Regions from separate parts of the Rattus norvegicus genome. Here region 1 is linked to region 2. A link is a contact called in public Hi-C data. All regions are on one chromosome and are shown on one strand. Each heading gives the region's core, a stretch centred on a gene start, on an enhancer-like site or on the middle of the called end of the contact. The rest is flanking DNA. Distances are from core to core; before and after follow the strand shown.

Evidence for each region. Hi-C and Micro-C count contacts between places; a contact is called where the count stands out from the background.
Region 1: a contact with region 2 is called in a Hi-C map of Schwann cells, with 3 times the contacts expected there. The contact joins the promoter of Dennd2a here to the enhancer-like site in region 2. A contact is called at or near these places in 7 of 12 Hi-C or Micro-C datasets (the A7r5 cell line, Schwann cells, frontal cortex and 4 more) and 1 of 1 datasets of contacts at active chromatin or transcription factors (oligodendrocytes).

The regions. Positions count from the first base shown.
Region 1 is chr4:69,297,100-69,301,007 of GRCr8, reverse strand. It overlaps Dennd2a (DENN domain containing 2A), which reads left to right and starts at 2,203. Exons shown (of 19, transcript NM_001427610.1): 1 at 2,203-2,470.
Region 2 is chr4:69,213,830-69,217,776 of GRCr8, reverse strand. Dennd2a (DENN domain containing 2A) reads left to right here. Exons shown (of 19, transcript NM_001427610.1): 13 at 1-120. Among named protein-coding and RNA genes, the nearest start is that of Mkrn1, 52 kb to the right of the region's middle. Within about 2 kb of position 2,181, at least 29 of the 93 cell types and tissues checked have an H3K27ac peak or open chromatin away from gene starts, as enhancers often do. A contact at or near this core is called in Schwann cells, where this site is marked.

The DNA.
Region 1 (3,908 bases), core at 954-3,453, 83 kb before region 2:
AGATACAGAAAGCTGACCTTATGCCTATCTTAGGTCTCATTTGGAGAGAGGTTGAGGACAGACAGGGAAGGTAGGAGATATGTGATTTGGAGCATCCCCAGGACAGAGCACCTACCCTGAGTGGGGGTGGGGGTGGGGGCTGCTACCTGAAACTAGAAACTCACCAGGGTTTGGGTTGGACCAAAAGCCAGCAGCTGAGAAAATGGGCACAAGCCAGCACAGGCCACACAGAGAAAGAGGGACAGGACAATGAATGGATCTGGGTCTTGGAGACAAAGCCATAGGATGACCCAGCAGTAAGGGAGCACCGGAAGTGAGGAGACTGGGATGGGAAAGGCCCAGTAACATTCATCAAAATATGACCCAGGGGCAGATGCAGACGAAGTTTCCTAAGACGAGTTAGAGCCCAGAATTCCACGATAAAACTGTGGCCTGGGAATTGTCAAAGGACTGGGTCCTCAGCCAGTGCTTTGTCAGGTCCACCTAAGATGAGACTGGCTATCTGAAAACCAGACACTCAAAGGCCCCGGAGCGCTTCTGCGCTTGGGGCAGGGGAGGCAGCCAGCTGGGCTCCTGGCCCAGTTCCCATTGAACTTTGCCAGTTTGCTGCTGTAGGGTACCCTGTGGCCCTGGGAGTAATTAACCCCCAAGAAGCCAAGCCTTTGATCTTTATTTAGAAAGGGAGAACTTAGAAAGATGCAAACAAAGCAATACTTTGAATGCTAACACTTAAAAAAAAAGCTTATACTTGGCAAATATCTGTTCTGAAAGTCTACAGTGCTTCATTGAAATGGGTGTGGCATGAAGAATTTAGGAAGGCCTCAAAGATCTCCTGCAATGAGCAAACCGCTTAGCTATGAAGGACATGCAACTTTTTGTTCCCCGGCCTGGGACCCAGTTCCCTGGTGTCTGAAGTCCACTCTCATTACCTCCACCCCTGCACACAAACTAGAGATCTCCTGCCTCAGTCTCCTGAGTCTTGAGATTACAGACATGCCTGGCCAGGCCTTCCTCTTTATATACAGCTCTATTTTTCTTCTGAGGGACCCTCTCTGTGAAGTTGTCACAGGTCTGGGTCTGTTCCCACACCACCCCCAACTGCCCACCCTAACCTAAGCTTAGGCCACTAGACCACTCCAGAAACATAGGTTAACTCTTGAGGGTCTCTAATAGCCAGGAAGGAGACTGGCTGGCACCTCCCCACAGGGCAGACAAATTGCCACTGTCAGGCCTGAGCACTTATCTGGTATTCCTCTGCTTGGACCTCTTTGCCTTGAGCACAATATTCAAATTCTGCCCAGGACACTTAAGGGTTCCCCAAATACCATGAGGCGACTCCCCCAAAGTCACTAGTCATACTCTTTCCTCTTCCAGGCTGCCTTCTCTGTCTGTCCTGTTTCTCCACCTTCTATAACTGATTCACTATCGCTGGCCATCAAAGCCCCCAGAGAATGCCCCAACCTGTGTTGGCTCCCTCGTGGTGCGGGGGAGGGGGGACCACAGCATTTTCAATTTGGCAATCATACTGTCTTAAAACCTCCTGTATATGTGCTTTAACTGTGCCCTGTGGAAGTGGGACCAGGGAAAGTCAGTCCTTTGATCACTTTTCCTGACCAGGACTTGGGACCCATTTTGTACAGTTTTGTAGGGAGGTGGGCCCCTGGATCCTTATGTCCCATCTCCTGAGTGAGTCAGTTGGGGGCAAATATGGACCCTTGGGTCCTAATAGCTTATCCCATGACTATGAGTTGCTTGTGGGCAAACATGAGGCAGTGGGTCTCGAAGGCCTATCTCATGACTGTCGGTTGCTTGGGGGCAAATGTGGAGCCCAATTCTGCCTAAGGCATCCACTCTAACTGCCCAGAAACAAAGCTGGGCAGGGAGCGTGGCTGAGGCTTTGGTGCTGTCTAAATCTGGTCTTCGGCCCCTGGCTCAGTGCATCTCGAGAATGGACCTCGGCCGGGGATAGAAGAGAACCCGTGTGGCGATCTTCAGCACAGAAAAGGTTAAACGCCGTCTCCCCCACCCCCTGAAAGGCGAGGGGGCGAGTGAGTGCGGCAGAAGGTCCTGTTTACCGTGGCTCCCCTCGGCGGCGGGCCCTGGGAGAGTGGTTGCTGTGGCAACCGGCCGGGCGCCCGCCAGCTGCGGATTAGCTCACTGGAGCCGCGGGATGGGTCGGGAGGAGGGGGCGCACGTCACTGCAGACGGTCGCGGCGCAGCCCAAGGCAGAGGAAGGGGCCGCGCGCGCCAGAGGCCGGAGGGGACGCAACGCGCCTCCCAGGCCGGAGGCAGCGGGGACCGGACGAGAGCGCGCGCGGCGGGGACTCGAGGGGCTCCCGGCGGCCGGGGGAGGCCGCGCGGACAAAGGCGCGGAGGGCAGCGGGCCATGGCGCCCCAGGTCCCCGCCGCCCCCGCCCCGGGCAACCGCGAGTTGCGTCCCAGAACCCGCGGAGCCGCCTCCCGTGGAGAGGTAGGGCTGGGCGCTAGAGTGCGGGGCGAGCTCCGGGAGACCCGGGAGGGTACGCGCGGGGGCGAGGAGGAAACTGTATTGGCGCGAGCCGGGGATCTTTGCAGGCGGCGCTGGGGACGCTTCCTCGGAGCCCCGGGGACCGGCGCGGGGAGCGATCCATAGTTCTTCCCCGGATCGGGCTAACTTTAGGGCCGAAGAAACTTGCAGAATCTGGGCAGAGCCGGGCCCTGCGCTGTGCCGGAGCTCCCGGGCGCCTGTGAGTGAGTAAGCGTGTGTGAGACCGAGTGTGTACGCCGGGGTGGGGGAGTCCAGACGGCTCTAGTCAGGATTTGCCGTGTTGGAAAGTTGGGTACATTGAAGTTTACTTCTCCCATTCCCCCCCAACCCCAAAGAATGGAGTTGGGAGTAGATGGAGCCCAGGGGTAAGTTTCTTAACAACACAGGATATAGTCTTGTGCAAGAGAGTCACTGAGATATGGAGTCAGACCGCTGAGCCAGAGGGAGCTCAGCGCCTGGAATCCTGTAGTGAGGGGCAGAGACAGGAAGCTATGAAGTGCCTTCCTTGGCCCTGGATTGAAACGAGGAAAATGCAGGGTCCCTTGACTTAATCAGTCTGCTGAGGAAGGAGCAGGCTGACTTCTGGCCCATGCTCTGATGGCTTTCAGGGTGACTTAAGCTCTCCAAAAGACAGGTAATTGTGGGGTGTGGTAATAGTGTTATAATAGGCACTTTACAGTAATTTGTTATGAATCACTTGCACCTGCTGTGGTTACTATAGAAAAGCCTTCAGTACCAAACACCTGAAGAGTTGAATAGACTGTTTAGGGGATGGCCTAAACTGGGAGAGAAGTGGAGATTTTGAGAGGAAGCCGAGGACAAACAGAAACAGACTGTTGTTTATTTATAAAGATTTATTTATTTATTATATAGAGGGCATCAGATCCCATTACAGATGGTTGTGAGCCACCATGTGGTTGCTGGGATTTGAACTCAGGATTTTGGGAAGAGCAGTCAGTGCTCTTAACCACTGAGCCATCTCTCCAGCCCCTGTTGTTTATTTATTTGAGACAGGGTCTCAGTATGTGACCCAGGTTGGCCTCACACTTACAGTCCTCTTCTTTTCCTTAACTCTCTAAATTCAGGATTACTGGTAGGCACAGACAGGCTCAGTTCAGGGACTCGTTTGTTGAGACTGGATCTCTGGTAGCTTAGAGAGACCTTGAACTTGATTTTGAATTAATTTTTAAAAATTTAATATATCCTTATGAGTTTGCCTGGATGTATGTCTGTACACCATGTTCATGCAGTGCCGACAGAGGCTCTGGTGCCCATCCCCTAGGACTGGAGTTAGTCACACACAGTTGTGAGCTGCCATGTGAGTGCTAGGACTCAAACCCGGGTCCTCTGGAAGAGCTCTTAACTGATGAGCCATCGCTCT
Region 2 (3,947 bases), core at 932-3,431:
CCGGCTAGAGCATGTGGACTTTGAGTCTCTGTTCTCCTCCCTCAGTGTCCGACACTTGGTCAGTGTTTTTGCCTCCCTACTTCTGGAAAGGAGGGTCATCTTCATCGCAGACAAACTCAGGTACCAACTCTGCTGCTCCTGACAGTACGTGTAAACATACGTGTAAACATGCTTACTCTTAAACTCTCAAGGGTGTCGAGACTGGGTTCTGAGAAACAAGGCTACCTGGAGGCCTGTGAGGCTCACTCTTAATGTAAAGGGATGTAGGACTGCACGTTGCACAAGCCTCTCTGGTATTTGGTCTGCTTTCCAGGTTTCACTGTGAGCTAGGCACTCTCTCCAGAGTTCTCATTCCGTGGGGGGACCAGGAAGTACACTACACCATGTTGGGAGGGCTTGTTAGAGGCAGTGAGTTGAGAAGATGACAGAGGCCACTCCTCTCCAGTGTGGAGCAATCTGACTTAGCGCTAAGACTAAGAGCATGTTGCAGGCGGAAGGAGTTGTCTGTACAAAGGCAAGGAATCAGTAGAGGCTAAACCTGTCACCTTCAGAAACTGTGAGGCAGCTCCCTGATTGGAATGGAGAACGAGGTTGGGCAGGAAGAGATGAACAGACAGAAAAGACAAGGTTCAATTCAGGGAAAGACCACAAGACTAAGTGGAAGATTACAGACTTACATCCCTTTCTTGTTTGTTATTAAACTAAACCAAAGAAATCAAACACAACACCACACACACACACACACACACACACCTCTGTCCCGTAGGATGCCATCCATATCCCAGTGAACATATTCTCCGATTCAGAAGGCCACATCACAAATCAAAGAAAATCCAAAAGGAAAGAATTTGGATTGGTGGGCTGGAAGTTAAGAGCACTAGCTGCTCTTCCAGAGGGCCTGAGTTCAATTCTCAGAAAGCCGTGGTGGCTCACCGCCATCTATAATATATAATACGATCTGGTGCCCTCTTCTGGCAGGCAGAATACCGTATACATAATAAGTAAATAAGTCTCGATTCTGGATTCTAGCAAGGGAATGATTCCAGCATTTTCGTGATCTCAGCCCTTCAATTCCAGAACTTGGGAGGCAGAAGCAAGCAGATCTCTGTGAGCTCAGGGCACCATGGATCACATAGTAAGACCTTATCTTAAAAACAAATAAAACCGGGCTGGAGAGGTGACTCAGTGGTTAAGAGCACTGGCAGCTCTTCCAGAGGTCCTGAGTTCAATTCCCAGCAACCACATGGTGGCTCACAACCATCTGTAAGAGATCCGATGCCCTCTTCTGATGTATCTGAAGACAGCTACAGTGTACTTATATATAATAAATGAATAAGTCTTTTAAAAAAAACATTTAAGAACCATCATTAAAAATAGGATTTGGAGGGGCTGGGGATTTAGCTCAGTGGTAGAGCGCTTACCTAGGAAGCGCAAGGCCCTGGGTTCGGTCCCCAGCTCCGAAAAAAAAGAACCAAAAAAAAAAAAAATAGGATTTGGAAAAAAATTAAAAACAAACAAACAAATAAAACCACTGATGAGCTCAGCTGATAAAGGAGACTGTCATCACGCTAGACTTCCTGAGTTCAATCCCTAGGGCCTATGTGGTGCAAGGAGAGAACCAACTCCCACAAAGTTGTCCCCTGATTTCCCTGCATGTATGGATGCACAAATATAACTCACACAATAAATGTATATTCTTTTAAAATTCTGAAACACGGACCTGGAGCTTTTTAGAACCTATGGGAGTATGTGTGATACCTGCCACTCCAGGAAAGGCCAAGAAGGAGGCCACCAGCAGCTGAAACAGTGGAGGCCATCTGGAGAGAATACACACCAGCAACTAAGAAGAGCGGTGCTGTCTGTGGTTTGGAGAGGAAACGACTGAGCTGCTGCAGAGAACAGAAGGGGGGAAGAAGAAAGGGGACAGAAGAATGAAAAGGACAACATGTTTCAACATGGAGCTCATCAGGAGGTTGGGGAGGGGTCAACAATCCAGCTCTATGCTCAATGCATCCATCTGGTCACCTTTATGATAACCACTTGGCTATTCCCTGGCTGCCCCCACCTCACGTCTGAGCTCTCTGTTCACTTTAAATGTCACCATCACTGTGTCCCCTGTGTGTTTCTGTTAGCTCAGGAAGCAGGCCCCGTCTTCAGCCTGCAGCTGGTGCTAGGAGCTGGGCAGTTCTCCAAGCTCCTGGGCACTGGGGGATTCACACAGAGCGTTCTCAGTGCTGGGCACTAGAAGCTAGGCATGAGTAATAATAACCCTTTAGTGACCAGGATTTCTTCTGCTCTATGGTAACTGTCTCCATGCTCTGGAAGGCCCACTCCCCTTTCCCCAACAACCCCCATTCCCTTGGATTCTCAAGGCTTAGATTTGGAGAAGAGGGAAAAGACGGATTTCAGAAAGGTCTTGGCAAGAAGTGGAGATCAGCTAAGTAAACCCAGCACCTGCCAGGAGCGGAGTTCAGGACACAGCCCCTAGGGTACTGCCTTGGGAATGAAGATGTTAGACTAGGGGAGACCAAGCTGGAGAAAATGCCCGAGACCGTGAGAGCAGCCAGCCGAAGCTGAGCAGGCCAACCAAGCATCGAGTAGGAATTTTCTGGTCAGCATACACTGACAGAAAAGATACGAACAGATAGGGAGGAAACATCCAAAGGCAACATGGACTCAGAATGTTAGGAAACCAGAGGAAACATTCTACCCAAGTCAAGAAAGAGGTACGACCCACCTACCTCCATCCTGGACAGATTTCTGAGTGGGCAGATTGGACGCTAGCAAACCCTGTGCACCTGAGTGGGCTCTGCCCTGGGCCTCAGCATCCATTCCACGAGGGCCTCTGGTCTTTTTCTCCTCACCTCACTTTCCATGCAGTCGGACCAACCGTCTGCTCTTGGAGTTGTACCCTCTGTGAACAGCCTTTGGCAGGGAGAGGCACTGATATTGCCCCCGCAGCTTCTGCAGGGAGTTCCCAGAGTGGTCCGGTTGCCCAGCGTGTTTCTTTTGTGGCAGGGGAGAAGGCAGCCAGAATGTGCTGAGAAGTTAGGCCCTCCTTAGGCAGAGGAGAGCTGCCTGACACTGGGGACAAGTGGGGGGAGTCAGGAGCTGCAGGGCAGTGGTGGGAGGGGTGACAGAACAGACTCTGGGGCCCTGCACATCCACAGACATGCAGGAAGTCTTCGTCAGGTAGGCCGTGCAGATCCCTTGTGAGCCTGATGGTGCCTGTAATCCAGTATGAGGAGGCTGAGGTCGACTGGCTTTGAGTTTCAGGCTAGTCTTGTCAAAAGAGCAAGAGCCTGTCTTTTGTAAGATTCTTTCCCCTTCGTTTGTGGCTATGAAAGCTAAGTATTTTTCTCTGGAACCTTCCTTCTCTCGGTGGCCTTCCCACTGGGGCCCCGGTGGGTAGGTATGACTGGGAGTCCCTCCAGGTTTCTCTTAGATCTGAAAGGAACAGACTCTGTGGGCCAAGAGCCTCCAACTCTCCTGGCACCATGTTCCCTAAGATTATCTGATTCGTAGGCCTGGTGGAAGAATCTATTCACTTCTGTTAGGTGTATGGGGTAGGAACCATGGGAAGCCAAAGCTTCCCTGTTCAAACCTTAGCAAACAAGGGCTGGGAGCAGGCTGGCTGTTCTTGAGCTGGGAGACTCTGAGAAGAAAGTCATTAGCATAAGGCCCAGCTCGGCCTTCACCTGAGACATTCCCCTGCTGAGCGCACATTGATCCCCATCCTGCTCAGCCAAGAGGAGAAGGCTGAACCCTACCCCTCTTCCTTCCATGCCCCAGTCTCAGTGAGGCCACCGAGCAGAGCATGAGAACACCAGAGATGACAAACCCAGGGAGTGACCCTGTGACATCTGTGGTGGGCCTCAGTTGCCCTCAGCACTCTCCTCCCACCCCGATCCTGACTCCCCAACCTCCATTGCATTTAGTTATCTTTG